Linked DNA regions of Mus musculus: region 1 is linked to region 2. The links are chromatin contacts, called in public promoter capture Hi-C maps. All regions are on one chromosome and are shown on one strand. Each heading gives the region's core, a stretch centred on a gene start, on an enhancer-like site or on the middle of the called end of the contact. The rest is flanking DNA. Distances are from core to core; before and after follow the strand shown. Region 1 has its middle 22 kb from the start of Man1c1. Region 2 holds the start of Mtfr1l (mitochondrial fission regulator 1-like).

Region 1 (2,700 bases), core at 69-2,568, 190 kb after region 2:
GGTGGTGGTGGGGTCTGGAGATCTTCAGTAATCCCACCTCTCTGGACTAAGAAATGAGGATCAAGAGTTCAAGGGCAGGTTGAGGGAATTTTTTTTTTAAGTGGTGGTGGGGACATCTTAGGTCAGATCAGAAAAAAGCTCTCTGAGGAGCGGCGAGGGAGAAGAGGAGAGACAGCCACAGGCATGGTGAGCCTGAGATGCCAACAGGTTTGATAGGTTCAAAGGCTATGAAGAGTCCTGGAGGCAGAGCTGAAGAGCCCCTCTGGCAGCAACAGTCTCTGGGGCTCAGGCACTGAGCCAACAGAGGTGGCCTTTCTCTGTCTGGAGACTCCACTCCCAGCCTGCCCCCATTGCTTCCTGTTAACATTAACATTCACCTCGGCTGTTGTTTGTTCTTTGGATCTAGTCATAGACCCTTTGGGGGCTCCTCCCTAGGGGCGTTTCTCCCTGCTCATCCTGCCCTGCACAGAGCTCCAGCTTTGGAAATTGCTCTTCCCTTCTGGCCTCTTGACCTGGCCATGCAATTGTCCACAGCAATGGATGCGCAGGGAACACGGCAGGTCCTGGTCCTTCCCTCACCGTGTGAGTAGCTTTGGTGCAAGGTGGGTCTGGAAAAGCGTGACTTGGGGTCCACAGCACACGGGTCTGGGCCTCCACAGTGATCCAGCGTTCTCTGAACAACAGACAGTTACAGAGGGTGCTGACCCGTGGAACTCAGTCTACGCAGTCAGGAAAGCTGAGAAGCCCCACTATCTGCGTCTACGAGTTAGAGACCTGTTTCCTTTCCTTTTTCGGCTGACAGTGCAGGGCAGAGCCTTGACCCAGGGCCTGAAGTGTAGCTGGCTCCCAACACTGTTGCAGCTGTGGTCGTGCCAAGGGCCTATGGTACAAAGAGTGACCGTGGACATCCCATGCTCTGCTTCTGTGTCCAGGACGGTGACCATGGACGCATCTGCATCCGTGTTCGCAATGAGCTCCAGATACACAGGGATCAACTCGAAATGAGGTCCATGAGCAGGCCCCTACACTCAATCTCTGAGGCAGCAAAAGGGGGAAACCAGGTCCAGGCAAAGGTGAGCTGCAGTACCGGTCTGGACCACTGCTGGCAGGCGCCAGAGGACGCTAAAGAGCTACGGTGGCCCCAGACTTGTCCTGGGTTAGGAGGTGGGTGAGTCTTTCATTTTTACCCCAACATTCACTGACCACTCATTAGACACAGGAAGCCCTGTCACCTGCCAATGACTCTAGACCTAGAGTACCAAGTCCCTTCTTGAACAGGAACAGGCACGCTGAGTCATACATCCACCATGAGGAGCTTGGGAAACATTCCTGGAGGAAACGATGGTTCATTGTGAGGATGCAGAGGTAGACAAGAAGAGAAGGGTGTGTACCCAAAGACCAAAGGCCAAGTGGGGCGTGGCAGTCTCATGGGCTCATGTCTGTGAGGACAGCAGGATGCATCGGCCTAACCTGCAGAAATAGGGCTGGGGACATGGCTCAGGGGGAGAACACTTGTTTAGCACAGGCAAAGCCCTGGGCACAATCCCCAGTACCACGAAGAAGGAAGGAGGAGGAAGAAAAGAAAAAATGAGAGAGAAAGGGAGGAAGGGAGGAAGGAAGGAAGGAAGGAAGGAAGGAAGGAAGGAAGGAAGGAAGGCAGGCGAAAGAACAAAGAAAAAACAAAGAAAGACAGATAGGAAGGAAAGAGGACAAACAGAAAAAAGAACAGACAAAAAAGAAAAACTGGCAGGCAGGAAGGCAGACAGACAGAAATACAAGCTGGGGGGTGGCCCGGTGAGTAAAAGCACTTTCTGGAGCTGACAAGATGGCTCAGCAGGTAAGAGCACTGACAGCTCTTCCAGAGGTCCTGAGTTCAAATCCCAGCAACCACATGGTGGTTCACAATCATCTGTATGAGATCTGATGCCCTCTTCTGGTGAGTCTGAAGACAGCTACAGTGTCTTATTTATAATAATAAACAAGCGGGGCCCACCAGAGCGAACAGAGGTCCTAAATTCAATTCCCAACAACCCCATGAAGGTTCACAACTACAGTGTACTCATATACATAAAATAAATACATCTTTAAAAAAAAAAAAGCACTTTCTGTGCAGGCCTGATGACGAGAGTTTAATATCCAGAACCCATGTAAAAAGCTGGAAGTTGTGTGCTCAACTGTGATCTCAGAGCTCCTGCATCTACAGGAAAGGCAGAAACGGAAAAATTAAATAGAAACTCACAGGGCAGCCAGCCTATAGCACACAGCACAGAAACAAGAGAAAGTCTGCCATAGTACATAGTTTGGCAGGCACATGTACGTGTACACACACATACACACACACACACCAAAATAATAATAATAATAATAATAATAATAATAAATGTAGAAAGAGATATTGGTAGATCAAGTCCAGTGTGATGGCTTGGACTTGAAGCTGATTAAGAAAGACCCGATAGCTCAAGGCTAGCCTGGGCTACACAGTGAGTTCCAGGCCAGGCATGGAAAGTTACATATTAAGACCCTCTCTCCAAAGAATTCTGTAGCAAGCTGCAGGCTGCTGGTGGGGGACACAGAAGGTCAGTGAAGCTGTCTAGCTCATCCCAACATGTTACTAATACCTGATGGAGCCTGTTTGACCACTGCAGAGACCTCAGAGTCTGGAGTCCTCCTGGGAGTCTTGCTTCATCTCCCTGAACTATA
Region 2 (2,700 bases), core at 28-2,527:
TTTAAATCTTTCAACTCTCTTCTAGACTCCACAGTCCTGCCAGCAGGATATACCCCATCTTCCAGCTCTCTTAAGACCAAGCTCTAATACAGTTTGGCAAGTACACGATCTGCGACCATACTCACTCCCTAGTCTTCTGCTGGGGCCATGCTACTACCGGGCTACCAGCTCCCAACACACCTATCTGTGCCCCAGTCTATACCACTGCCTCTGTGGGACCCAACTTATCCAGCTTATCTCAGTCCCTCAGCACCCAGCTCATCCATCACTCTGTCCCTGGCAGCCTGGGGTTCGCAGTTCACTCCGTGGCAGCCTGGATCGCCTTCCGAGGGTGCTCAAAACAGAAATGGAAGTAACCGAACGGCCCATATCCCGGCCTCCGGCAGCCGCTGTAAGCACTTGGCTTGCTTTTAAGAAACCGCTGTAGGCGACACTAACTTGGCTTCGAGGCCCCGCCCCCCGCGTGCCCGCTAGACGCTCTAGCCGGTTCCGCAGCCCCGGCTCTCCCTCCGCACATCGGCGCTGCCGCAGCTCCTTCTGCGCTGGCCGTGCCCGCGTCTTCCCGTGCGGCCACTCTCGGCAGACCCTCTCTGCTCCGAGAGCGCCTCGACCCGGCAGGTCCTGGGCCAGGGAGAAACTTTAGCCCAGCGGTGCCCGGCGGACACCCGGGCAGAGCGCGCGAGGGTCTCACGAGGCGCCGGTGGCCAGCAAGATGCAGCCCCCTGCGCCCTCAACGACGGGTCCCCACCCCCGCGACGGCGACCCGGCCCGGGCCAAGGTCGGCCAAGTTCCTACCGCGCGTCCAGCGGCCCTTGGACCCGCGGGCCGGGCCGGGCCGCTCAGTAGCCTCCAGGCCGGCGTAGGTCCCAGATACGCCGCGCGGCCCGGGGCGTACCGCGCTCCAACGGCTGGGGCGACCCCAACCGCTGGGTGACACGGCCAGCAACTACGCCTGGGGACCAGTGCCCTCACCGAGGGGGGCAGACAGCGGCGACTCCCGCGAGAACTTGCACGGGAACAGGGAACGCGTGCTCCCCTGCGCCGGGACGGAGACGCCGGCGACGGCCCAGGGCGCTCACCGAGCCCGTCTCCTGTGGGACCCCGCATCGGGCTTAGCCCGGACTCCAGCGCCACACTCACCTCAGCCCCTCCTACCCCAGCGGGCGGCCCGGCCTCGAAGTCCCTCACTTCCGCTGACCCGCCTCCGGAAGCAATCATTTGCAGCTGCGCGGCGAGCACCACGCCCAGGAGAGGCGGGCCTAGAGAGGGGCCCGGAATGGACGCGGGCTCTGAGTGGACGGCAGACCGGCCAGGAGGCCACACCCCTCCCCGGGCCACGCCCTCACCCCTCCGGGGGAGGGCACGAAGTCTGTGCGCGCATCCCGCTGGAGTTTTCCTCCCAAGTTTAGTTGCTGCCGTAGGAGTTGCTTCCCGTGTTTAGTGTCAACAAACTTCTGGGAAGCGGTAGTCTGCCAGTGTTGCTGCTCAGCACTGGAAATAGTCCATACTCCTGCTGCAGATCTCCGAATCCTCTCATCTTGGCATTTCAGCCTTTCCTATCTAGTCTGGACCCTCGTCCCATTTCATGCTCCCCCAGATACATCCCCCAGCAAAAATGGCTGCTTTCGCCTTTCAGGCATGCCCTCCAGTGCTTCGGAATAGCTGTCTTCTATTTTAAAGTTCTCTGTCTCACACACGCTCATACACGTACACACGTGTGCAGCATAGTTCAGTCTGTTAATGAGATGGGTGGATTGATGGCACTCGGAGACACCAAAGCTCTCAAGGTCGCTCTTTCTACCGGTCTCCATGGCATCCAGTTAATGGGCATACACTTTCTTCTCTGCACGTGGCTTTGCCTGACTCACCAGTTCTCCCAAAGCCTATAATCCCCACCTGCCAGGGACAAATCTTTTGGATTCGTGGGTGGACAGCTTTGTGCAGTCACAATGGGCATTATGCCCAGACCTGCCTTACTACACCCATACATGCTTTATTTCTCTATTGTTGTCCTCTGGAAATTACAGTTATATGTTGCTGAAGAACGGGTACTCTTTGGGAAACGTGTCCTTAGGTGACTGAGTTACACAAACATTATAGAGTGAGTACGTACACACACCTACAGAATATACTACATCCTAGGTGAATTGGTAAAGCCTATTGCTCCAGGCTACAAAAACCTGCACAGTTGCAACTGTGCTAAATCCCAGGGAAGTTGTATCACAATTGTAGACATTTACTTCTAAACACCGGTAGGGCACATGCCAAGATAGATAGCTGGAATTTCTCAGCTCCTTTTTGATTGTTGGGTATCACTGTCAGATAGTCTATCAGCGACAAAGCCACTGATAGAACCTAGTGGGGAAACCCCCACTCAATTCCCGATTCGGTGTGCACCCAAAAAATCACGAAGGACCATCTTGATGGAATTAAATGAGGTCGTTTAATTACGGAGCTCCGGACCGACATGCATCCCACACAGGAGATAACGGATGTCGGCCACGAGGCTGGAAAGCTAGGGGTTTTTATGGGGTAAGGGGCTTAGGGGTGTGGAATTCAGCATAGCAACACACTATTGGCTTATTCAAACATCAGGAGAAAAATTACATGTACGTGCAGGGTGTCAGAGTTCTGTGAGTTGTTGACTCAGTTCAGATAGCCCTGTTATGTCCTCACATTCCTCTTTATCTTATGGTCAAG

What was found. Promoter capture Hi-C pulls out the DNA fragments that hold promoters and counts their contacts.
Region 1: a contact with region 2 is called in a promoter capture Hi-C map of embryonic stem cells, with 4 times the contacts expected there. The contact joins the enhancer-like site here to the promoter of Mtfr1l in region 2. A contact is called at or near these places in 16 of 39 promoter capture datasets (the C10 cell line, the HPC-7 cell line, HPC-7-derived erythroid cells and 12 more), 12 of 15 datasets of contacts at CTCF or cohesin (CD8 T cells, the G1E-ER4 cell line, the NIH/3T3 cell line and 6 more), 232 of 484 Hi-C or Micro-C datasets (3T3-L1-derived adipocytes, the 63-12 cell line, the AML12 cell line and 122 more), 57 of 115 datasets of contacts at active chromatin or transcription factors (the 230-238 cell line, CD4 T cells, CD4 single positive thymocytes and 41 more) and 8 of 9 other capture datasets (adipose tissue, bone marrow-derived macrophages, embryonic stem cells and 5 more).

Annotation. Positions count from the first base shown.
Region 1 is chr4:134,724,818-134,727,517 of GRCm38.p6, forward strand. No RefSeq gene overlaps it. Among named protein-coding and RNA genes, the nearest start is that of Man1c1, 22 kb to the left of the region's middle. Within about 2 kb of position 1,319, at least 32 of the 459 cell types and tissues checked have an H3K27ac peak or open chromatin away from gene starts, as enhancers often do. A contact at or near this core is called in the HL-1 cell line, differentiating embryonic stem cells, embryonic stem cells and 4 more, where this site is marked.
Region 2 is chr4:134,534,110-134,536,809 of GRCm38.p6, forward strand. It overlaps Mtfr1l (mitochondrial fission regulator 1-like), which reads right to left and starts at 1,278. Exons shown (of 7, transcript NM_029759.4): 1 at 1,141-1,278.